Linked DNA regions of Mus musculus: regions 1, 2, 4, 5 and 6 are each linked to region 3. Evidence: chromatin contacts called from public HiChIP or PLAC-seq and promoter capture Hi-C data. All regions are on one chromosome and are shown on one strand. The core of a region is the stretch at or near the end of the contact, and the rest is flanking DNA. Distances in the headings are between cores, read along the strand shown. Region 1 holds the start of Chst12 (carbohydrate sulfotransferase 12). Region 2 holds the start of Snx8 (sorting nexin 8). Region 3 holds the start of Ints1 (integrator complex subunit 1). Region 4 holds the start of Grifin (galectin-related inter-fiber protein). Region 5 holds the start of Mrm2 (mitochondrial rRNA methyltransferase 2). Region 6 holds the start of Lfng (LFNG O-fucosylpeptide 3-beta-N-acetylglucosaminyltransferase).

Region 1 (4,241 bases), core at 686-3,185, 730 kb before region 3:
AATCTCCAGCAATGGAACCTGGTCTCCAGCAGGGCATAAGGCTCTTCTCAAGCAGAAATCCGTCCTCCCAGAGCTGGGAGAATGGCCGAGTCGGTACAGTGCTTGCCACGCAAGCACACGGACCTCAGTCCAGATCCCCAGAACCAATTAAGTGCTGTGTGCCTGAAACCCTAGGCCAGCCAGCCTTGCCAATTGGTGAGCTCTAGGCCAGTCTGTTTAAGAGCAAGGACATGGCATTCCTGAGGACGACACCCAACGTTATTCTCTGACCTCCAATGCACCTGCATACACACATGGACATGCACACAACTCCTTGCCCGCCCCTCCAGAAACTAGTCTTTCCCCCACAGGCCCCACCCCTCATGAGCACAGCAACTCAACGTCTCCTGAATTAGCTGCTTCCAGTCTTCAATGCTAAGGGTTTCTTTTGTTTGGTTTCTTTGAGACAGGGTTTTATGTAGCCCAGGCTAGACTTCAACTGTAGACCCTCCTGCCTTCACCTCTTGGGGATTACAGGTACGTGCCACCTTTCCTGGCATTCTCTTTGCATACCGCAAACGTCTTTCATACACTTGGCACTCAAGTGGCCCTGAACCAGGACGACCTGAGCTACCCAGGGCCCATGGTTCCCAGCATTCCACCCAATATGGTGGTTTGCCCTTACAGCAGGAAACTGAAGATGCAGACCCACGAAAGCGACATGACAATACGGGTACAAGCAAGCTCAGCCCCAGATCCTAGCAAGGAAATTAAACATGAAGGTACAGGCAGGCCCTTTTGTAATTTTTGTGTTGTTTTGTTTTAAGTCTGAGTCTTACCCTGTAGCCCAGGCTGGCCTGAACCTCACTATGCGGCCCAGGCTGCCCTCAAACTCACAGCAATCTTCTTGCCTAAGCTCACAAGAACTGGCACCACGCTCCACCTTAGGCAACTCGCTCCACCTTAGGCAACTCGCGAAGTTGCAGTATCATACCCAGCACATAGCAGTTTCCCAACAATCTTTTTTCTCTCCTTCACACCCGGAAACAGGGCCCTAACTCATGTTACCTAGGCTGGAGCCACACGGTGCTGTCCCAGCAATGGAAGGCTCACAGCCCCGTTCTCCCCCGAGGGTGACATTCCCACTCAATTCCGGGGCTCCCAGCGCAGCGTGGGATTATAAAATAAATAATTTAAGAAGGGTGCAAACATTACAGCTCTCTGTGCGACAGCTAGGCGGATGTGCGGAAGGAACCCAAGGTCTGCCAGCGATGTCTTCGTGGCCAGAAGCCCAAAGAGAAGATAGGTCCTACTGTTAGCCACTAATGCGCGGCTTCCTGTGGCCCACCAGGCATGAGGCTGCTGCTGGGGGCACCCGCAGCAATGCACAGGGCAGGAGGATGCTCAGTAGACTGGGGTGAGATGTGGGGCCAGTGCTTGCTCGGTACAAAACCTGGCTTCGGAGACAGCCTCCTGCAAGGTCTGGCCGGGACACTGCAGCACAACAGTCTCTGAACAATTGCTTTCTCGCCTGGACACCCAAACAGCCAGAGGCAAAACTGGGAAGGTGTTTTCCCAACCTCCGAGCCAGCCGCTACTACTGCAAAGGAGGTCGGCCAAGTGGCCACACCTTCCTCCACGCATTCTGCAGGGCTGCACAAGAAGATGGCTCAGAGAAGGTGCACGCTTGGCTAAGGTTACACAGCCAGCTGGACAGAACTGGGATTCGAACCCGGGACCACGTGGGAGCTGCCTAAGCCAGGCAGAAGGAGGTACCAATCTGCATCGCCAAACCATGGACCATCGCCCCACCCTAGGACTCGGGACTCCTACGCACCCCTCGCTCTGCTCGAGCCTGCGCTCCTCACCTAGCGCCCGCCACAGTCACCGCCGCTGCTGCTGTTGCTGGTGATGCTGATTCTGCAGCCGAAATCGCCTCCTCCCGCTAGCAGCCCCGCCCGAGGCGCGGCTCCGCCCCCAGGCAGACCTCCCTCCATCCTCTCGCGAGAGCTAACGAGCGGGACTACGCCCGTTCTGGATGCGCTTGCGCACTTCTCCCCGTTCCTGCCCTCGCCAGCCAGTGCCATGTGGCACCTTATTTACGGCCAGAGATTGGTCCCACCCACCATCCCTGAGCGTCCCGCCCCTTTTGCAGCAACCAATCCGGAGTGGGGGCGTGGCTGATCTCAAGGGGCGTTGCCTGTCTCGCAGTTTGAACTTGCAACGTGGGCTGTGCAAGCTGACAATCCTGTCAGAGTTTATGGGGCTTAAGAGAGACCATGCAGGTAAAGCTCTTAGTGAGAGCCAGGCATGGTGCAAGCTGTCACCGCAGCTACTTGGCAGGGGGGAGGGAGGAACGGGAGGGGCTGAGGCAGTAGGATAGGAAGTTCCAGGTTAGCCGTACTTAATGAGAGCCTGTCTCAAAAACAAACAAACAAACAAACAAACAAGGTATGGGGAGAGGATTCAGTGGGTAAATGAGGTGCTCGCCTCACAAAGGTGAGAAACTGTGGTCAGATCCACAGAACCTGTGAACAGCCCATGCTCGTGAGCCAGGCTCCGTGGTGCTTGCCTGTATGGCAAGACCGGGAGGCAGAGAGAGAGTCTGGAGCTTGCTGGCTCCCTAGCCCTCTCTATATGGTGAAGTTTCAGACAAAAGAGAAGCTCTGTCTCAAACAGAAGTTGGAAGGTGCCTGAGGTTGTCCTCTGAGTCCCACATATCACACATGAGGTGCACACATGCACCTGCAAAAGAAAGCTAGCGTGGTGACGCACACTTAACATCCCAGCACTGAGCTGCCTTCCCAAAGCAGGGGACTGGTTCCGAGCCAACGGGCTCTCCCAGTGCCTAGGGTTAGAAGCCTCTTTCTGTAGCAGTATGACACAGAATGGCAGAGGACAGAACCTAGGAAGATTTATTATATTCTGGTGGCAGATGATCCCATCTTACTAACTAGGATTCAAAACCTACAGCTGAGTCCCCTGGGTTGCCATGTGTGCGTGTGACCTGCTCAGGCTGCTCTAACTGTAACACAGACCCAGCCTCAACTATGGACAGCTCTTTTCCTAGGGTTCTGCAGGCCAGATGCCAGGAGTTGAGGTAGCAAGCAGGCTGGTTCTTGCAGAGAGCCCTGCAGGAGCATCTTCCAGCCCTTCTCTTTACCTCCCTTTTGCGTACTTCAGCCCAGATTTCCATTTTCATAAGGGCACAGCCAGACAAGATCAGGACTATCCCATGACCTCATTTCATTACCATTCTCCTGGCTCAGTCTCCAAATAAGGTCATCTCTAAGGCACTAGGAGCTAGAGCACCAACATCTCTTTCCTTTTGGGGCTGGAAGATAGAACACAATTCAATCTATAACTGTAAGTTCGAGGGCTCAGGTGTGGTTCAGGGGGGGTAGAATGCTTGCTCTGCCCTGGGCTCCATCTCTATCAATGTATAAACAAGGCATGATGCCACACATCTGCAACCCCAGCATTCAGGAATTGTAGGCAGTAGGATCAGAAGTTCAAAATCATCTGTGAGCCAGGCGTGGCGGTGCACACCTTTAATCCCAGCACTCGGGAGGCAGAGGCAGGCGGATTTCTGAGTTCGAGGCCAGCCTGGTCTACAAAGTGAGCTCCAGGACAGCAAGGGCTATACAGAGAAACCCTGTCTCGAAAAAACAAAAAACAAAAAACAAAATCATCTGTGGATGTACAGTGAGCTTGAAGATAGCCTGGGCTACATGAGACAATGTCTCCAACAAAACAAATGAACAAACAAAGCATAAATGTTATATACTACATTTTTTTAGACAAGGTCTCTCTATATAGCTGGGGCTGTCCTAGAATTTACGGAGATCCACCTGCCTCTGCCTCCACCATGGCCTCTGCCTGCCTCTGCCTCCCAAGTGTTGGGGTTAAAGGCATGCACCACTATGCCTGGCCAGTAAACCCTATTGCATTTTGTTTAGGCAGGTGTGGTGCTCACTGGTAACTTGGGCAGGGGAGGCAGGATTGCAAGTCTGAGGGCATCCTGGGCTAGCTAGATGTTATTCTCTGTTACATACCTGCTGGGATGGCTCAGGCCTATGTAATCACTGACAACACCAAAGTCGACTGAAGCTTCCGAGCAACCGGGTGGTCTCCATTGCAGGTGGAACTGCAGCAGTGTCGTGCTGCCTCCTTAAGAAGCCACCTGACATGCCATATAAAACATGCCCTTTCCTGGGCTGGGCAGATGGCCCAGTGGGGAAGAATGCTTGCTGAGAAAGCAT
Region 2 (4,187 bases), core at 1,261-3,760, 610 kb before region 3:
GGAGCTGGGCAGAAAGCTCAGCCAGGAAACTGTTTGCTATGCAGGCATGAAGATATCAATCCTGCAGGAAAAAGCTAAGTATGGTGGGAGTTGTAGTTTCAGAGAAGACAGGCTCATCCTTGGAGCTTGCTGGCCAGACAGCCTACATGTCCAAGATGGATGGCTCCTGAGGGGGAATAAATCTTAGGGGTTGTCCTCCAAACTCTACACACACACACACACACACACACACACACTCACTCACTCACATGAGTTTAAGGTCATCCTCAATTACATAGAGAGTTTGAGATCAGCCTGGACTATAAGAGACCTTGTTTTCCAAAACATACAAAAACCTTAATTCTTTTGTTTTTGTTTTTCGAGACAGGGTTTCTCTGTATAGACCTGGCTGTCCTGGAACTCACTTTGTAGACCAGGCTGGTCTCAAACTCAGAAATCCGCCTGCCTCTGCCTCCTGAGTGCTGGGATTAAAGGCGTTCGCCATCACACCCAGCTCTACCCAAACTTTTGAACCACTTTTGCTGTGGGGTGTTTGCCAGAGAAGACTGCTCTGGCTTAGGCTTAAGCCAATAGAAAGTATTAGCCCACTGGGGATTACACTGACGGGATCCCAGTGTCACACTGAACCTCTCTTAGGGTGAGCTTTTAAGCATGAAAACCAAATATGTCTGGGTTGACATATTTCGGTTAACAAGGACAGTTAGCCAGAAGCAGAACTACAGAAGCTGAAAAGCAAGCTTAGCACTTTCCCAGAACTATGGGCTTTGATGGATCAGGTCTTCATTTTTGGCAGGTGGTGTTTTGTGCTGAGTTTTATAGCCTGGATACTCCTTCCATGATGGAGCTAAGATCTGGGGCTCTGTTACACTTCTACACAATAGATTGTAGTCCTGGAAAATAAAGGGAACTAGACGCAGCTACAGCCAAGCTTAGGGCTTTAAAAACTTTAGAGGCACCAGCAGGGAGACTGAGAGGCATCCTAGGGCTCCAACCTTGGAGCCTTCAGTCCACTCCATGGAAATCATTAGACATCAATATCTGGAGAGGCGAGGTCTTTACTGTGAAATAAGAAAGGCCTTCCCTGATGGAGTCGAGACAGGGTTTCTCTGTAGCCCTGGCTGTCCTGGAACTCACTTTGTAGACCAGGCTGGCCTCAAACTCAGAAATCCACCTGCCTCTGCCTCCCGAGTGCTGGGATTAAAGGTGTGCGCCACCACACCCAACTGTTCTGATGGAGTCTTATTAATAACCCTCTTCTTCTCCCAGATATTTTTTTGCTTTTCCTTTACTTGAGATAATGTATCTATATGCAGTTTAGGTTGCCTTTCTTTTTTCTTTTTCTCCTTCTTTCTTTTTCCTTTCTTCTTCTTCTTCTTCTTCTTCTTCTTCTTCTTCTTCTTCTTCTTCTTCTTGTTCTCCTCCTCCTCCTCTTCCTCCTCCTCCTCCTCCTCCTCCTCCTCCTCCTCCTCCTTCTTCTTCTTCTTCTTCTTCTTCTTCTTCTTCTTCTTCTTCTTCTCTCTCTTCCTCCTCCTCTTCTTCTTCCTCCTCCTCCTCCTCCTCTTCCTCCTCCTGCAGTTCTAGACTCAGTCCTCATATTCAGCCCCGGGTCAGACACTGCTCCTGTGTGCTCTTACATCCTTGCTTCCCTCTGTCAGTCAGAGGGCCAGGCCTGGAGGTATGTATGTTCAACTTAGCTCCTAGGGAGGCTGAGGCAGGAGGATGTTCTGCCTTAGCTACAGAGTGAGTTCAAGGCTAGCCTGGCTAACTAGACCCCGAGTCAAAATAAATACATAAAGCTCAACGTCCTGGTGTGCATCTTCAATCCCAGCACTCAGGAGAGAGAGGCAGGCAGATCTTTGAGTTTGAGGCTAGCCATAGTGAGTTCCAGGACAGCCAGGGTTATATATTGAGACCCTATCTCCAACAATATACAAATAAATAATAAAGGGCTGGTGATACATAGCACAGTGGTAGAGGGCCAGCTCAGCATGTGGGAGCCTATGGGCTCAATCCCCAACAGAAAGGAGAATGGCCTGGTTATCTGCAAACAATTATGGAATGTTGTTCCTCATCAGTAATCTTCAGAGACCTATTATAGTCAGAAGACCTACTCTCTAGCCATGTTTCACGCTCCAAATCCCAGAAGGTACTAGAACACTGTTCTAATGTCCGTAGCACCTTTCACAGGGGCTGCCCCGGAATTCACAGAGCATGTGTGAGTGGGCAAGCGAATGCAAAAATGAATGGCAGCGTGGGTCAGAGGGTGGGCAAGAAGATGAGTAACAGCTGCTGGCTAAGAGCGGGGAGGTGGGTGCGCACTGGAGGGAGGTGGCACTAAGCAGCTGGGGCGGTACTCGCGCTAGCACTCAGTCTTGGACCAGAGCTGCTGAACGCTGCCCCGGCCGCGGCCACGTGGTTGGGGCGTGGCTCGTGGGTAGGGGCGTGGTCTTACTGCTTGGGGTGAGCGGAGGGGCGTGGCGAGGTTGGCATGGGCGTGGCCACGCCGGACAAGAGCTGGCGTGGGCGGGGCTGGCCGGGCGGGCGCGGGAGGAAGTCACGTGGGCGAGCGGGCTCACATGACTGGCCGCGCGATGGACCCGCTGCCCTCGCCGGCAGTCGCTGCAGCTGCTGAGGCGGAGGCTGACGAGGAGGCGGATCCGCCGGCGACAGGTAGGGCACGCGGCCCGATGGCCCTGTGCGGAGAGCCAAGTGCTTCACACTCGGGGACCACCTGTCAGTGCCACACCTCGCCTGGCCGGGGTGGGGGGGTGGACATTCTTGGGGCCAGCCTCTTCCCGCTGCTCCCTGGGACGCTGCTCTTCAGCCCTCCGTTAGCGAGCGGCCGTGTGGAGTTGCACCTGGGTCTTTTCTGACCCCACTTTGGAGACGTGGTCTAGAGAGTGGTTTATATTCATGTGTGACCATGTCCAGGGAAAGGGATGTGTCTTTGGTATCAGACTCTTTTTCCTGGGGTCCCCGGCTTTGTGGACTGTGGGGACGCATCCATGTGGCCAGAGGCGCAAGGGTGGAGCTGGGCCTGGTGTGTGCCAGCCAGGTCTGGCCAAGTGTCGCTGAGTATGGCCATCTAGAGCATTGGTGGAAAGACAGGTTCTTCTCTTGGGACGAAGGGTTTAGGGTAGTACTTTTAACCCCAGGGGAGGGAGGAGGATGTCAATGAACGCCTCTGAAGAATGGAGAGAAGGTGAAACTCCCCTCGGAGTTGGTCAACAGTCTTTGGGTCTTGTTGGGTAAAACATTGTATTTTTGAGGTTGTATGTTTGAGCCACCACTTAAGTCCCTATACCTGGGCGCCTTGAGAAAGGGAGACTGATCCAGAGCTACTTATGCCTTTTAAGAATGCTTTTTTAAAAAAATATTTCTAACTGTGTATATGTATGTGTGTGTGTGTGTGTGTGTGTGTGTGTGTGTGTGTGTGCGCGCGCGCCCTTGGAGGACAGATGTGTTAGATTCCCGAGAGGCCAAAGTTTCACCTGCCTGTTAGCCACTCAGTAGAGCTGCTGGGACCCAGACTCCTGTCCTCTGCAAGAGCTCTGGAGCCTGTGCTCTGAGCCCCTGCCTGACTCATAAAGCAATTCCTTGTGGCTTGTAGCAGTGGTGATGGGTTAGAGCTCTCTTGGCAAATTTGGGATCTTCCATATTACTTCCTAGAGAACTCAGCTAATGGCTGACGTTAGGAAGGATTTCGTCTAGATTTTTGACAGATCTTGGGCAGTGGTGTGACTTGTGTGTTAGTCACAGCCATGTAGTCCTTCACGATTGACAGGCCATCCCAGTAGCCACGTAAGTAGGAAAATGGGTTTTTCAACCTGTCACTTCCTTCTGTATGTATGAAACTTGGCACCAAGCTGGTGATGTGGCGAAGGAGATTTTCTTCCTTCTGCAAGAAACTTAGTTGGAGTGTGTCTTGGTGGAGCCTTTGGCTGGATGGACTAGAGTCAAAACACCTTTGGGAATCACTCTTGGGAAAACGTATTCTTGTGTGTGTGATGTTCTTGAGAACAGTGTGGCATGGCACAGGGATGGCAGTCAGAGGACAGCTTTGTGGAGTCACTTCTCTCTTCCACTGTTCCTTGAGTTCTAGGGATGGAGCTTGAGGTGGGTGGGCTTGTGTGTGTGAATGCAGGTAGCCACTGAGCCCTCTCACCTGGTCCCGAGGATGGCTTTGC
Region 3 (3,776 bases), core at 904-3,403:
TGGTCTACATAGTGAGTTCCAGGACAGCCAGGGCTACCTAGGGAAACCTGTCTCAAAAACAAACAAACAAACAAAAGAAATGCCTTCATTCCCGGTGGATGATGGTTACAGGTCACAGGGAAGGGGTGGGTTTGGTAAACTTGCAGAAGTGGAGACCAGAAGGGAGCTGGTTATATAAGTGCTTAGAGGATAGCAGTGGGCCTGATGGAGGAGGTTAGCTCCCCTTTCAATGGAATGGATGAAGTCCAGGCCCTCAGAGAGATGCTGGGCCAGGTAATCTGGCTTCCTAGCTTCCTTGCTCTTCCTCAGGTGTCCCCATGTCACATGTCCCTGAATGGATCTGCTCTTTATGTGCCAGAGCTTTCTAGGTGTTCCTGCCCTGCTAACGAGGACACCTGACAGGGCCTATCTTGGCATGCCATATGGCATGACCTGTGGTGAGGAGTTCCAGCAGGGATGCAGGGTGTGTGCGGCTGAGGACCGGGAGGCTTTGCAGGCACTGATGCTGGTACCACAGAGAGGGAGAGAGGGAGGCTTGCTGCAAGTGAGGTGGGCTAAGCTGAACTGGGAATGCTGCATCCATACAGGGAGCCACAGAGCCCCGGGGACACTGTCCACCACCAGGCACAGCAGTATGAGGCTCAGGCTGGCAGATGGGGACAGCTGCTTCCTGCCACTGGGGCAGTTAGACCACAGCAGCTGCAGGTCTGCTCAGTGTGGTTTGCCAGCATCCTACATAGGTTCTGGGGGACGCTGCCCAACCTTCCCCAAAGGGTCCTCAGCAGGGCTCAGGCTGAGCTGGGTTCCACTGTCACTGGGTTAGGATCTACTGGAGTAAACAGACTCCCCGCCATTTTGTTTGATTTTGCTTTTGTTTTGGGTCAGAGTCTGTCTATGTGGCTCCAGCTGTCCTGGAACTCACGGAGATTCACCTGCCTCTGCCTCCTGAGTGCTGGGATTAAAGGTGTGTGTGACCACACTGTGACAACTCATCCCTTTTTAAAATCTAAATTTTATCTATTGTTATTGTGGGTATGAGTGTGCATGATGTGAATGTACAGCCATGCACACCACAGCACACGTGTAAGTCAGAGGACAAATTTGTAGAGTTGGCTCAGCAAGCTCTTTCACCTACTGACCCATCCTGCTTACCCTGACATACTGTTATTGTAGCCCTGGCATCACAGTAAGAAAGACCCTGAACTGCAGGCACTGACAGGTATGGGAGGTGCGCTCCTGGGGCTGAAAACCAGCTCTCTGCCTGAAGCTCCCTTTGTGCCACAATGTTCAAACACATCCTTTATTCAGCCCACAAATGTTTACTATATAGCTCTGGGCTTGCTGGCACCAAGGAGGCTGGCCATCATGGGGACAATCCATTAAGGGCGCTTGAGGGTCTTGGGCTCCCAATCCTAATTCTATGACCTTGGAATGTCTATCTGTCTGTCTATATGTGTATAGATACACTCAGACATTCACACACATACATAAACACACATACATATATATGTATACACACATACATGTACACACACACAAACATGGTCTCGGGACCATGTCTGGAATTTTGTCTTTGTCCCAGCAGCTGGACAATCTATCTGGGACTTCCTTAGAGGAGACCTGCAGTACCTATCCTGATAGCTCCATGTAGAGGTCTCCATGGAGAGGGAGGTACCCAAATCAGGTGAATCCAGAGGCCATTGACAGAGGTACCCAAATCAGGTGAATCCAGAGGCCATTGACAGAGGCCTTCAACATTTTAGAGCATGTATCAATATGAAAGTAGGATTTTGACTTTTTTGTTGTTGTTGTTTTTTGAGAAAGGGTTTCTCTGTATAGCCCTGGCTGTCCTCGAACTCAGAAATCCGCCTGCCTCTGCTTCCCAAATGCTGGGATTAAAGGCGTGCGCCACCACCGACCGGCTGGATTTTGACTTCTTGAGCTAGGATCAGATTTAGCTCCAAAACCGTAAGAGGGAACAGTTTATGCCCAACAAGCCCAGCTTTCAGACAGGCATAGGTCCATCCAGCCTCCGGCCGCCAGAGGGCGGTGCAAACACTAGTAGGCTCTGCCTGCCTCTCTCCTCTCTTCCTCGCCTTCGGGTTTGTTTTACTTCCGGTTATGTGAGAAATCAGCGCTCGGAAGGCTCGCAGATCAGTTTGCACTTCCGGAGCGCCCGTGTCTCGGGTCTGCAGAGTGCTGCACCGGAGGTGAGGGGCCTTTGCACCCAGGTGAAGTCCGCTCCCTGCGGTGACATCCGTCTCCGCAGTCGGCCGCGTGTGTGCCGCACTTGGCCCCTTTCTGTGACCCCGGTAGGCGGCCCTGGGCACTCGGTCCAGTGGCCCCGGTGCGAGGGATGAATGACTGAGCGAGCGAGTGACTCCCGCCGCCTCCTCCCAGGTGAAGGCGCTTCCTCTAGGGGCGCCCGGGCCGCGGGGAGGATGAATCGAGCCAAGCCCACCACCGTACGGAGACCCAGCGCGGCCGCCAAGCCCTCAGGTGCGTCCCTGCGCGCGGCGACCTCGAGACGGTCAATGAATGGGTTCCATGAAGGCCGGCATGGCCACTGAAGGGGTTCCTACGGGACATAGTTAACTTGGGACTGTTGGGAGAGCGTGGGCATCCAACACAGCAGGACAACGGTCATCCAACCCAGGCTTCCTGCATACATTGCTGTCCTGAGGGGCTCCTAAAGGACAAGGGCATCCTTGTCCTGCTGAGCATCTGGCAAGGACAGGGTACCTGGACCAGAATCACAGTCTCTGAAGCCGGATAATCTAGACTGGGGTCCTAAAGTTTCTTCTTGCTAACTGTGTGACACTGGCACATTACTTAACTTCTGTCTATTTTGTTTTGTCTTGTTTTGTTTTGGTTTTTTCGAGACAGGGTTTCTCTGTGTAGCCCTGGCTGACCTGGAACTCACTCTGTAGACCAGGCTGGCCTTGAACTCAGAAATCCTCCTGCCTCTGCCTCCCAAGTGCTGGGATTAAAGGCATGTGCCACCAGTCCCCTGCCTAACTTCTGTGTCTTTATTTGTAAAACGAGGGTCATAACTTTTGAAGAAGCCCGGTGAGAATTAAGTAGACAGTGCTTATGAGTTACAGATGGCTTAGTTTCTAGTCAGCACTGGATCAGCGTCAGCCATCGCTTGCTCTGCCAGGGTGGTTGGACAACCTCAGGCTTTACTTTTGTCTCTTGGGGGCCCACTCTGAGATTGGGTATCACAGGTGTGGGTTTTCTGTTCCTCTGCAGGGCACCCTCCCCCTGGGGACTTTATTGCTCTGGGGTCCAAGGGTCAGGCCAGTGAATCAAAGACAACGTCCACCCTGCTGAAGCCAGCCCCTTCTGGGCTACCCTCAGAGCGCAAGAGAGATGCTTCAGCTTCTCTGTCTGGGACCTCTGCGCTGACCGGCCTCACTAAGCGCCCCAAACTGTCCTCCACTCCCCCACTGAGCGCCCTGGGACGTCTGGCTGAAGCCGCAGTTGCAGAGAAGCGAGCCATTTCTCCATCGATTAAGGAGCCATCTGTGGTGCCCATTGAAGGTAAGATCAGACTGCCAACTTCCCCAGAGAGATTCCTTCATCCTGTCCATCTGCCCAGTGCCCGTGGGAGCCACTTCCAGCCTGGTTCTGTTAGCGTAGTGGGGTCTTGGCTTCCTGTGGGCTCGCTGCCTGGCATTGTGAACAGATGCACCTCCCATTCCCACAGTGCTCCTGGTTCCTCGTTCCATCATTTATCTGGCCTGTGTACAGCCTGCCCCTGGTTGTGACAGCAC
Region 4 (3,840 bases), core at 1,212-3,711, 790 kb before region 3:
AAGTCAACAGCTCCAGGCAAAACCGCACATCCGGGTGGAGGTAGGAGGTGCGGGTGCTGCCTAAATGGCAGGTCTGTTAGTCTCAGCCCTGAACCACCTCACCTGGCAGCAGGCCCACCAGACAGCACGGCATAGAGGACTACTGCCCGCCACACCATCGAATCTCACAAAATCCAACCAGGCCAGGGCAGAGGCAGCCAAGGAAGGAGCTGGGTTCCCTGACATTGGTGTGGGGGCAAAGTGCATCTCGGGTCTCTCCTTGGCCCATTCTGTCCCCGGGGCTGTAGCTGCCTGGGTCATTGGGAGTTGTCACAGCCTCCTGCTCCAACCCTACCAGACACAAGTCCCAGCCACTCAGAGGGATGCAAGCACAGGTCTGTGTGACACCATGGGGCAGAGTCCAGTTGTGGGAGCACGTCCAGCCTCCATCAGAATGGCCTGGGGTTCCAACACTTCCCAGCTGTAGAGACTGAGCTGGGTGGTGGGCAGCCGCCAGCTTTCCTACCACACAGACCTCATAAGCCGGAAGGGGGAGGTTGAGGCTCACAGGGGATGGAGACCGTTGGAAGCAGGCATCTTTGACCTCTCTGTCCCTGGCAGCAAAATCTGGGCCTCATGTCTCAACAGGTATGGGGCTCCCCCGCCCCCATCCCCAGGCTCCCAATTCCAAGCTATGGCCTCCAGGCTGCAAGAGCCGGAGAACAAGGTGCCCACGTCGATGTTCCTCTCATCCTAGGAAAGATGGAGGTGGAGTGGGCTGACCCAGTTCCCCTGCTCAGCCACATCTGTCTTGTTTACCTTCCTTCATCAAGGAGACAGGCACTGGGTGTGTGTGTGTGGGGGGGGGGGAGCACTAAGGGGAGGAGGTGACAGAGGTCAGCATTAGCAACTCCAGCACGTGGCTGTGAAGCACAGAAGGCCACTGGCTCAAGGTAGCCAGGGGGTTAGAACCTGTCCACACTCCTGACTTGTGGGCTTTGACCCCAGCCCTGAGTTCTGGTACCAACCAGCACTGTATTGCACATCCAGAGAATTTGAAGATGGACATCTCGTCCCAGCAGCATCCCTACATAGGGGAAAGGAGAAGGGGAAAGCCATGAAGCCGGCCTGCAGTCTCCTAGTGGGCCCTGCGGCCCAGGGCTTTAGTGTGTGTGGTTTTGAGAGACTGTCACAGGGACCTGGGACTTGCCAGGGTCTCCTGACTGGCTGGCTGGAGACCCCAGCACAGACCACTGTGTTCTGTGCCTTGCACAAGTGCTGGGCATCAAACTCAGATCCCCCTACTTGCGCAGCAAGCACTTACTGATGGTACTTCTTCCCCATGGCCCTCCAGGAAGGTGAGCATGTGGGGTCTGCAGACTCTGCACCCAGCCAGGCAGGTCCAGCAGGCTCACCCCAGGGAATCTCTGTTGCTCTGGGCTGCCCCCTGCAGGCTCAGCCAACCCTGCCATGCTAGTGAGCCATCTCTGTGTCCTGCTTGACCTTGGTACCCATAGCTCCCTGCCAGACTGTGTCCATCCGTGCAGCGGTATCTGGGAAGAGGCAAAGCAGGCCAGAGGCTCAGCCCTGCCAGGGCCTGGAGAGAAGAACGGTGGCAGAGGGGACCCACGGGGACAGGAGAAAAGGAGACACGTGCTTGTTACACACTCATCTGCAGGCTTTACCCCCAAGGCTCTGGGCCCCCACCACAGCTACACTGTGACCCAACTTCCCCCTTCAGAGAGTCCCAGAGGCCCCCATAACCGCCCCCACAGACTTGGGCTTCTCTCCTCCATCCTTGAGGTGGCCTCGAGGGCCCCAGTGGATCCTTCTCATTGGCTCAGCCCAAGAGGCAGCCGGCCAGGAGAGGCGTGGGGGTGTGGGAAAGGCCCTCCCCATCTGTAGACTGGACACTGGAATGTGCTGAGCAGAGCCAGGCCTAATCCCCATTCATCCCCTTGAGGCCACTGAGCCACTGCAGCGGGGCAGCCCTGGGATGGAAGGGGACTGGATCAGGGACACATTCCCAGTATGGTAGACAGTTGATGGATGGTCAGACTGAGGTCATAAGGTCAGCCAGGGTTCTATAGGAGGACACACTTTCTTCACTCTTTGAGACCGATGGGGTCAGTGTGAGGCTCTGGAGTATGGGAGTTGGGGGGGGCCCTGGTTACACCCTCCCTACAAAGATGGGTGATGTATCCCCAGATGTGCACAAGACCCTGAATAGTGCTGGTGGCAGAGCTAGGTAGACCTGGGGAAGTATGTTGAAAGGACCAGTGTATTCACTGATGAACCCAGGGCAAGAGCGCTGCCACTAAGCCATGTACCCAGCCCCCTCTCCAGCAGGGTTAGCCTGAGGGGGGAGGAAAAATGGGGCACAGAGGTCCATGTGACCCAGACAAGGCCCCTAGAGGTGGGGCCCCCATGCCCCGCCCCAGCGGGCTCTGCTATATCTCCAGCTGCCTCATCCCCACACCCAGTGGCTGAGGGCAATGACACTGCAGGTGGGTAAGATCCACAGCCCAGGGAGGTTGCAAATGCTGGAGAAGGAAGTGGAGTGGGGGGGTGGGCGCCTGGTGGGGCCACCTACTCCACTATAGAGCTGGGAATGTTTATAGCTTCTCCTCAGCCCCCAAGCAGAGAGGCTGTGGGGGTAAGGTTGGACCACCACACCCAGAGCAACATGGAAGTAGAGGCTTGGGCTTGGTGGGAGCCGGTGTCCCTGAATAAACAGCACACTTGATGGGGAGGAAGGAGGTTGCAGCCCTCTGGGGCTCTGTCCCCTGTGTTTTGCCTTCAGTTCGAAGCCTTCTGTGCAGGGGGTCTGGCCCCTGGCTGGAGCCTGACTGTCCAGGGACATGCAGATGCTGGAGAAGAGAAGTAAGAGCCTCCCTCGCTGGGGTCGGGACCCTCCAGCCACACTCCTGACCCTAATCACACTCTCCACCCATAGGTTCGAGATCAACTTCTTAACAGACGCCGGAGACATCGCCTTCCACGTCAAACCTCGATTCTCCAGCGCCACGGTGGTGGGCAATGCTTTCCAGGGAGGACGGTGGGGGCAGGAGGAGGTGTCCAGCATATTCCCACTGACTCTGGGAGAGCCCTTTGAGGTGATGGGGTCTGTGGGAGGAAGGAGAGGTGGGGTGGGACACCTAGGACCCGTGAAGACAGGGACTGCGGAGGATAAATGCATGGGCTGGTGCACCCTGCTGGGCCGAGTGGCCTCCTTTCACGGAGTTTGTTCACAGGGTGTCTCTCTCTCTCTGGCTACTAACCACCTTCTCTTGGTGAAAAGAGGGATCCCCAGCTAGGAACTCAGGACCAGGTGGTCCACACCATGCTTTGCCAAGTAGCCAGGGTTGTGTTTTATAAAATGCGGCAGGAGGGAGCACCTTGGTGGGCCAGGCCAATGAGCACCTTGGTGGGCCAGGCCAATGTGTCGTCGTCCCCGTCCCCCCCCCCCCCCCCGAGGAATCAGCACCGTGCAACAGGCCTAGTACAAAATGAAGTTTATTGGAGGGAAAGGAAGGCAACGTGGAAAGGGGATAGTGGCAGAGAAAAGGGGGCAGAGAAGGACAGAAAGACAGAGGAGAGAAGACAGAAAGAGGAAGAAAGGTAGAGGCTGGCTGAGAACACGTGGAGAAGAGAGAGAAGAGAGGGAGAGAGGGAGAGACAGAGACAGAGAGACAAAGAGGAGCCAAGCTGAATGAATAGTCCTGGCTCACACTTGGCTGCTGTTGGGTGGAGCCTGGAGAGATTGCTGACAGCCAAGAAGGCTTCTGTGGTTGGGGCCCAGAGACACCCCCCACACACACACACTTTCCCTTCCCCTCAGATGGAGGTGAGTGCAGACGC
Region 5 (4,172 bases), core at 795-3,294, 560 kb before region 3:
TGGAGAGATGGCAGTGGTTAGGAGGACTAGCTGCTCTTGCAGAGGACTGTGGTTCCATTTCTAGCATCCACATGGTGGCTCACGACTGTCTAACTCTGTTCTGATGCCCTCTTCTGGCGTCTTTGGGTACCAGGCACACATATAGTATAAATGTTAACAAAACTCCTGTATTCCAGCTGGAGAGATGGCTGCTCAGTGGTTAAGAGCACTGGCTGCTCCTCCAGGGGCACCAAGTTCAATTCCCAGCAACCACATGGTGGCTTGCAATTGTCTGTAATTCTAGCTCCTGGGGATATGGCCCCCTACACAAACATACATGGAGGCAAAGCATCAATGAACATAAAAAATAAATATTTTTTAAAAGCTATACACCACCTCTGGATGGTTTTTTAAAATATTTATTTGTTTGTTTGTTTGTTTATTATATACACTGTAGCTGTCTTCAGACACTCCAGAAGAGGGCATCAGATCTCATTACGGATGGTTGTGAGCCACCATGTGGTTGCTGGGATTTGAACTCAGGACCTTTGGAAGAGCAGTCAGCGCTCCTAACCGCTGAGCCATCTCACCAGCCCCCCAAAATAAATATTTTTAAAACCCTATACGTTCTCGAATAAAAAAATCCAACAACCCTATATGTGCACAATATAAGTTAAAATTTAAAAACAGAATAAGAAGAAAGGGAAAGAAAAGGGACCCGGAAGCTTAGGCCTGGTGCTGAGGTAAGTCAGGAGAAGAAGTGGGCTTAGCATTGGCCTGTGTTCTGACTTGCCTGTGCCTGAGCCTCTGGCTTCCTGACTCAGCAAAGTCAGCCATCTCTTATTAAGCACCGGCTGTATACAGCTGTCTTTCATAGCCACAGGATATCCACAGGATATCTTTCATATCCACAGATACCAGGATACCTTACCCTTCCATGGATACTGGGATTAAAGTATGATGAAATCACTTCTTTGAAATGGCATATTTGCCTGTAACTTACAGACATCCTCCGGCCCACTTTACATGCAAACTATGTAAATTGTTTTCATGTAGGGAGTGATGACAAATGTCCTCACATTCCATACAGATGAGTGATTTGTTTTGCAAGGATTTTAAACGAGACAGAGTTGTGCCATGTTCTCCATTCTGGACTTAAACTCACAATCTTCCCGCTCAACCACCTGAGTGTAGAATGACAGGCGTGCACCAGCGTGCTCAGCTCCTTGTCTCAGTGAAATGAGCAGTGAGGACATAGATTGGAATCAGGTAGAATGGGTGTGGCTATGGCTCTGTTGATTGGCATTGCTTCAAACAGAGTCCCCATACTGTTTCCCTTTGCAATGGAAATGGGAGTGGGTGGGTAGGGGAGTGGGGGGGAGGGTATGAGGGACTTTTGGGATAGCATTGGAAATGTAAATGAGGAAAATACCTAATAAAAAAAGTAAAAAAAAAAAAAAAAAGACTAAGAACAGAGTTTAAGACTTACTTTCTTCGTTTCTGAGGCGAAAACTAGTGCTCCGAGGTCAAATGGCAGAGCCTAGAAGCAAACAAGGGTGTCCTGGTAGCTGTGATAGGTGGTAAATCGGATGTGTGTCAGGGAACTTTGGACAACCTTTGGTCTGAATTGAGGTCAAGTGTTGCAGGTGTTGGAGACAATGCACATGGAGTGCAGAGCCCAGAACCTGCCTGCAGGGGGCACTCTGCAAATGCCGTTCCCTAGCCTCCCCTCCCAGGGGCTATGGCCGGTACAGACAGGCTGCAAACTGCCCATGCATCAGCTTACCGCCCAGGTCCCCTCTCCCTCTCATTTCTGCTCCCTACTCTCTGTAGTTTCCCTGGTCTTCCCGACCTCAGGCCTGCCCAGTACCCCAGTTTTCCTGGTGGGTTTGAAGCTGCTCTCTAGTCCTTCTACCCCTTCTCTCCCCAGATTTTCCCTGGCACCCCACTCCCGACCTCCAGCGTCTCTCCCGCACCCAGATCTCATTCGCCCGGGACCATCCATACCTTCGCGCCCCAGCCAAAGTTTCCCGGGGCGGAGCCTCGCGTTGGAAGCGAGGGCGGGACTTCCGGCGGCGGGAGGAAACCACCAGCAAGCAGCAATGGCCGGGTGAGTGAGTTACGGCGTCTGCCTGCGCTAAAAGGACGTCTTTGCATACAGGAACGGAGTGGATGACAGTAGTAGGGAGCTCAGTGAATTGTGTTGCAGAGGGGTGCTGGCGACCTCCGTCCCGGGGAGCGGGACACGGGTGTACGATGTTTATTCATGTACAGACGTGAGTGAGTGAGGCTTGCAACATAGAAATAGGTGTATGGGCTCCGTGGATAAAGCTGTGCATTCGGGAGGATTGGGGTTCGGATCCCCAGAGCCTACAAAATACTGGACATGTGTGCTGACCAAATGTAACCCCAGTGCTGGGGAGGCAGAGAAAAGGGGTCCCTGGAGAAAGCTGGCGAGATAGACTGGCAGGTTGGCGACCTTACATCAATACATAAGGTAGAGAGCAAGCGAAGGGGACGTCCCTTCTCTACTTTGGACCCCCATACACAGGCAGACACATGTGCACATACATGCTAATACACATGCGTGCATGCATATCGCACATACATATGCAGAAACAAAAAGGTTGAACCAAGACTTTCTTGCCTCTCTGTGTAATGCCCACCCGCTAACTCTTTTTTCGTCATTTCAGGCATCTGAAGCTGGTAGGCGTTCCCCTTAAGGTTCGGAGGTTACACACAGCAGTGTGTCACTACAGGGGCCGGACCGGCGCTGAGCACCTGTGGCTCACGCGGCATCTAAAGGATCCGTTTGTGAAGGCCGCAAAGGTGGAGAGTTACCGCTGCCGCAGTGCCTTCAAACTCCTGGAGATGAATGAGAAGCATCAGATCCTGAGGCCCGGTCTCCGGGTGCTGGACTGCGGGGCAGCTCCGGGAGCCTGGAGTCAGGTGGCAGTGCAGCGCGTCAATGCCACAGGCGCAGGTGGGACCTGCTGGACTCCCAGCTCCTCTGACTACTGCTAGTGAGCAGCTCTTACCTAGAGACATTGTTTGAGGCTCTTTCTAAGTAGGTTTAGAGATGAGAGTTACAGAAATACGACACAGGCTGGGTACAGGACACAGCTGCTAAGTAAAGTCAGGCCCCGCAGGCCTACGAGGTGGAGGCAGGATTAGAAGTTCAGGGTCATCCCAGCTACATGGTATGTCTGTACTAGAGAAAAAAAAAAGGGCAGAGGTAGGGGGTTGGGAAGGGAGCACAGGGTGGTGGTGATGCTATGAAGATGGGTTAGTCAGCAGTGGTTCTCACTCTGGGCTGTGACCCACTGGCTTGGTGGTTGAATGGTGCATGCCGGTAAGGCTGACAAGCTTGAGTTCTCGCCCCAGGATTTACACTGTGGACGGGAGAATTGACACCAGAAAGTTGCTGTGTGGACTCCACAAATGTGCCGTGGCGTGTGCTCACTTGCTTATATACCCTCTCACATACATGATTAAATAAGCAAAATGTTTAAAAAAGAACAAAGAAGAAAACCACAGGAGTTGGCGGACAGCCTGGGTTCGCACTATGTCCCTTTCTCTAAACAAAACAAAAAGCCCCAGAAAACTAAACAATAATGGCTTCCTTTGCTTTCTGTTGCTGTCATAAGCACCATAACCAGACACTGTGAGTAGGAAAAGGTTTCCACCTGGGCTGGGGGTCTGGGCCCTGTAAGAAAGCAGGCTCTTCGAGCCAGGGGAGCAGGCAGGCTGTGCGAGCCAGGGGAGCGGGCCAGTCAGCAGCACCCTCCATGGCCTGTGCATCAGCAGCTCCTGCCTCCAGGCTCCAGCCTTGATTGAGTTCCTGTTCTGGCTTCTTTCAGTGACAGTGATATGGATGTGTAAGTCACGTAACCCCCTTCTTCTCCAACTGGATTTTTGGTTATGGTGTTTCATCACAGCAGTAGAAACTCCAAGACAGCAGGGTTTGGGGACAGGACTACTAATGTGTCCCTGAAGCCTAGGAGCTCTTGGAGGTCCCACTGGGGCCACTGGATTCCTTACTCTGGGAATGTGATAGGCTGTGTACTGTGTGTGTGTGTGTGTGTGTGTGTGTGTGTGTGTGTGTGAAATGGTGCCCAAATAGGAAAGAGAAAAAGCGAAAAAACAGCTGCATCTGTGACATTGCCCAGCTGTGGTGGCTATACCTGTGACCC
Region 6 (3,708 bases), core at 631-3,130, 830 kb before region 3:
GCCTCCAAAGTTCTACAGTCCACTTTATAATACCTCACTAGAAAGTATTTCCCTTTTCTGAGAGCAAGAGAGGATCAGAGAGACCCTAGGCTTCTCACCAGACCACACAGTCCAACTGAGTCCCAAATCCCTGAATAAGAGTTTCTCAGAACCGATAGTGGCCCAGAGTGGGATAGATGCTATCCAATATCACACAGCAGGAAGGCTGAATGAAGGGGTGGGGGAATGCCCTGGCTCAGGGATCGTGCCCCACGAGGGCTGTCATTCAGGGCTGGGGGGAGGACACAGAGGCCCCCTCATCACCAGGCAACCTGAGTGGCCAGCACGCCAGCCAACGGTTCCCATGGAGCGCATAGCTGTACACAAGAGGCCGACGCCTTTCTCGGCTGGAGAAAGGGGCTTTGTTGCCTTGCCCAAGGGGCCGGCGTGAGAGCAGCCTAGCGCTGGGAATCCTAACGGCACCACAGCCAAACAAAACCCATGGCCCCCCGCTGCCCCCTCCCGAAGGCCTGCTGAGCCCCTGGGAAAGGGACGCCTCATTCTCAGGAGGCTACGGTGGGGTTCTCAGGGCCCCTCTTTGACCAAGACTAGATAGGAGCCTGTCCTCTTAACCTCCACTGTCCTAAAGCGAAGTCTCACTGGGGCTGGGTCAGGAAGGAAAGTGAGTCTTAGTCTTCACACCAAATATCTACCCCCACCCCTACACACACACACACACACACACACACACACACACACACACACACACACACACGCAGTGCACTCTGCTCTCCCGCCCCAACGGTCCTGTTGTAGCCTCCAGGGAGATTTTCAAAGTGGGGTGTGTCTTTTTATTATGTGTATGAAGTTGGTCTAACAGGAGGTGGGGGAGCTGAGCTACTGAAGTCAGGGTTCTGAGCAAGTCTGGAGAACTAGCACCCATTTCTTTCACTTTGCCTGGTCCAGGGGTGTGCTATGCCTTTTCCTCCCTCCCTTTCAAGGGGGCGTACCTTCCACCCAGGAAGAAGGAAGGGGAGTGAAGGGGACCCAGGATGGAACTGAGCCAATTTGCTCGAAAAAGTTTAGGAACAAATATGGCCATTCACTCCAGTGTTTAGGAGAAGCGTTACAGAGCCAGCCCTAAGCTGGAGGCGACTCATCCAGACACAGAGCATGTGGCTGGGGTGACCCTGGGCAACACGGAAGGAAGCTTCCAGGGTAGTAAGGCAAAGTGAACCCCAGCAGCCACACGGGGCTGTAATGGGATTTATCAGTGTCATCGTTTCCCAGATAGACCCAAAGCAATTAACGCATCGGGAACCGCTATCGTCAGTCACCAGTTGGACCAGAGGGTGATCCCCACTTCATCCCCCTGCCCAGGCCGCGCTGGGTCTCACCATCTCCTTGTGGCGCGAGATCCAGGTCTCGAACAGCAGATCGAGCCGCGCGCGGTGAAACTTTCTGGTGGTCTTGACGGCGATGAAGACGTCGCGAGGGGACAGAACTTCGGCGGGGGGACGCGGATGGCCGTCGCCCTGGCGAGAAGCGACCCCGGGCGGTGGATCCGCGTCTCTGCGCGCGCGGGTGAGTAGACTGAAGTACTCGGAGAGGCTATGCACCTCGCGGGTGAGGACTCCGGGATCCACAGCCGCCCTGGACCCTGAAGCCGGAGCTCCTCCAGAGGAGCCCGCCAGGCTACGCAGCGCGCGCCGTCCGCGCTCAGCGGGCATCGGAGTCGGTGGCGGGTCGGCCGTGAGCACCAGGAGACAAGCCAACAGCGCGCCCACCAGCGCCAGCAGCAGGCGCCGGCCGCACCGCTGGAGCATGGTGGCCGGCGGCCGCACGTAATATCTATCCCAGTGCCAACTGGTCCGGCTGCCCGAGGCTCCCGGTCCAGCTGCGCGCCTCTCGCTTCAGGAACTCTTAAACCTCCCCTGCCCGCCACGCCTCCACGCGCTAATTGGCTGCTAGCCTTGGGGCGTAACCTTTAGGGAGATCTCTCCTTCCCACGTGGGATACGGACAAGGGGCTGGGAACCACCCAGCTGGGGTACCCACGGCACCCGCCCCCTTTGTGCACGAGCCTGTCCCGCCTGCGCCGAGTCACCCTCCGGAGCTGCTCTGGGAGACACCCAGCCTGACCAACGCCCGCCACGGCTGCACGTGGAGGACGCGCCCCCGAAGCTGGGACCTGGGTGATAGGGCCAGTGCTCCTCCGCGGGCGACATCCTTGGCTTCTCGCTGTGCATTTCCTGTCCCCGAGCGGGTTTCCTTCCCTGGGGAACGGTGCTGACTGAGCCAAAGTGGTAGCCTGCAGTGTGTCCTGAGCGATTAATTTTGAGCTGCCCTTACTGATACTTATGTCTTAGGAGTGGACCTGAAGTTCAGGCAAAAGGGTATCAGTGACAAAATTCTACGTCCCTCCGTCGGTCCATCCTTCCCTCCTCCCCCAGGCAGGCCTGTCTTGGCATCATGTTCCTAAATGGGGAGGGTTGGTCCCCAAAAACCTCAGGCACCCCGTAGCGAGGAGACACTCAAGCAGCCTCTTTCCTCGAAGGATGAAAGGCTACCTTCTGTTCCATTTGGTTCCTCCGCACTCCTACCAGATGTGACCCAGCTGTGCGCCATCCCAGACCCGCCTCCCCGGCACACGGCCCCCTTCCCACGGGCGGGGGCCTTGCCTGCGCCTAGCACGAGCGGGGGCGGCAGGAATGTGCGCCTAATGGTAGGGTGAGAGGCTACGGGTCCGGAAATGGCCAAGGGTCCCCTGGAGTGGGAGCAGGGTCCGAGCCCGAGCCTGCTGCATCTTCCGGGAGCGCAGCTGGGGGCGGCTCTCCGCCTGGCTGCCCCTGGGTCTGGTTGGCTTCAGTTTCCGCGTCCCCCTTCAAAGGAAGTCTGAGCCCACCCTGCCACCACGGATAAACTGCTGTTCCTTCTGTCGCCGACTCCCTAGCGTTTATATTTTAGACCGGAGTATCATTTCTAATTATTTCTCTACTACACTCTTCTTAATGTCCGTCCCTCTCTTGGAGGTTAAAAGAAGGCATCAGGCTGGATCAGGTAAAGACTTACTGCAGGGGCTGGCCAGATGGTTCAGTGGGCAAACGCAACTGTCACCTAGGCAGATTTGAGTTTATTTCCCAGGACCCACATGGTCAGAAAGAACCAACAATATGTTGCCCTCTGACCTCCACACGTGCAACTTGGCCTGAGCAACACACATTTATACACACGCACGCACGCACGCACATACACATACGCACACCTGCTTTCAACAAAATTCTTTTCAAAATGAAGACAGACATGATAGCCCATGTAGCAGGCTTGGACGATTGCTGAACATTTAAAGGCAGCCTGAGTTACAGAGTGAATATCGGGTCAGCCCCTGCTGCCGTGTAAAAGAGCGCCTGAAATGTACCTCATCTGGCAAAGTTGGTAAAGTGTTTGCCTAGCATGTATGACGCCTCGGTTCATCTCTGCACCAAATATTCCTTGGCAAATAGTGAGTTTGAGTCCAGCCTGAGCTACATGAGACCCTATCACAAATATAAAATAAAATGACTTTGAATTGATGTGTAGCCAGGCTCTCCCCACCCCACCCCACCCCCCAGCCTCCCACCCCACCCAGGAGTGGATCTCTGGTCCATTTGCTCTGAGGGCCCTGTGGGACACTGCAACCCCTCTGTGGTGGGAGGGAGTGGGATATGGTGGTTCCCAGGCTTCTTCCTGA

Evidence for each region. HiChIP or PLAC-seq counts read pairs in DNA pulled down with a chosen protein or histone mark. Capture Hi-C pulls out chosen DNA fragments and counts their contacts.
Region 1: a contact with region 3 is called in a promoter capture Hi-C map of adipose tissue. The contact joins the promoter of Chst12 here to the promoter of Ints1 in region 3. A contact is called at or near these places in 1 of 484 Hi-C or Micro-C datasets (CD8 T cells), 1 of 115 datasets of contacts at active chromatin or transcription factors (pancreatic cancer cells) and 1 of 9 other capture datasets (adipose tissue).
Region 2: a contact with region 3 is called in a promoter capture Hi-C map of liver. The contact joins the promoter of Snx8 here to the promoter of Ints1 in region 3. A contact is called at or near these places in 1 of 39 promoter capture datasets (embryonic stem cells), 1 of 15 datasets of contacts at CTCF or cohesin (the NIH/3T3 cell line), 5 of 115 datasets of contacts at active chromatin or transcription factors (bone marrow-derived macrophages, craniofacial prominence, embryonic hindbrain and 2 more) and 1 of 9 other capture datasets (liver).
Region 4: a contact with region 3 is called in a FOXA1 HiChIP or PLAC-seq map of pancreatic cancer cells. The contact joins the promoter of Grifin here to the promoter of Ints1 in region 3. A contact is called at or near these places in 1 of 484 Hi-C or Micro-C datasets (B cells) and 2 of 115 datasets of contacts at active chromatin or transcription factors (large pre-B cells and pancreatic cancer cells).
Region 5: a promoter capture Hi-C map of pancreatic islet shows a contact between it and region 3. The contact joins the promoter of Mrm2 here to the promoter of Ints1 in region 3. A contact is called at or near these places in 6 of 39 promoter capture datasets (the 3T3-L1 cell line, the C10 cell line, embryonic stem cells and 3 more), 9 of 115 datasets of contacts at active chromatin or transcription factors (the 230-238 cell line, the NIH/3T3 cell line, embryonic basal ganglia and 6 more) and 2 of 9 other capture datasets (liver and pancreatic islet).
Region 6: a contact with region 3 is called in a FOXA1 HiChIP or PLAC-seq map of pancreatic cancer cells. The contact joins the promoter of Lfng here to the promoter of Ints1 in region 3. A contact is called at or near these places in 1 of 39 promoter capture datasets (embryonic stem cells) and 2 of 115 datasets of contacts at active chromatin or transcription factors (bone marrow-derived dendritic cells and pancreatic cancer cells).

Annotation. Positions count from the first base shown.
Region 1 is chr5:140,503,303-140,507,543 of GRCm38.p6, reverse strand. It overlaps Chst12 (carbohydrate sulfotransferase 12), which reads right to left and starts at 1,935. Exons shown (of 2, transcript NM_021528.3): 1 at 1,848-1,935. It overlaps Gm38728 (a long non-coding RNA gene), which reads left to right. Exons shown (of 5, transcript XR_001785006.2): 5 at 4,121-4,241.
Region 2 is chr5:140,387,631-140,391,817 of GRCm38.p6, reverse strand. It overlaps Snx8 (sorting nexin 8), which reads left to right and starts at 2,510. Exons shown (of 11, transcript NM_172277.3): 1 at 2,510-2,670. The coding sequence starts at 2,577.
Region 3 is chr5:139,774,055-139,777,830 of GRCm38.p6, reverse strand. It overlaps Ints1 (integrator complex subunit 1), which reads left to right and starts at 2,153. Exons shown (of 47, transcript NM_026748.2): 1 at 2,153-2,499; 2 at 3,253-3,543. The coding sequence starts at 2,361.
Region 4 is chr5:140,563,688-140,567,527 of GRCm38.p6, reverse strand. Grifin (galectin-related inter-fiber protein) reads left to right here and starts at 2,461. Exons shown (of 5, transcript NM_030022.1): 1 at 2,461-2,486; 2 at 2,783-2,862; 3 at 2,936-3,095; 4 at 3,821-3,840. The coding sequence starts at 2,475.
Region 5 is chr5:140,329,770-140,333,941 of GRCm38.p6, reverse strand. Mrm2 (mitochondrial rRNA methyltransferase 2) reads left to right here and starts at 2,044. Exons shown (of 3, transcript NM_026510.1): 1 at 2,044-2,089; 2 at 2,673-2,962. The coding sequence starts at 2,082. It overlaps Nudt1 (nudix (nucleoside diphosphate linked moiety X)-type motif 1), which reads right to left and starts at 2,082. Exons shown (of 5, transcript NM_008637.2): 1 at 1,987-2,082; 2 at 1,469-1,519.
Region 6 is chr5:140,605,513-140,609,220 of GRCm38.p6, reverse strand. Lfng (LFNG O-fucosylpeptide 3-beta-N-acetylglucosaminyltransferase) reads right to left here and starts at 1,880. Exons shown (of 8, transcript NM_008494.3): 1 at 1,377-1,880. The coding sequence starts at 1,805.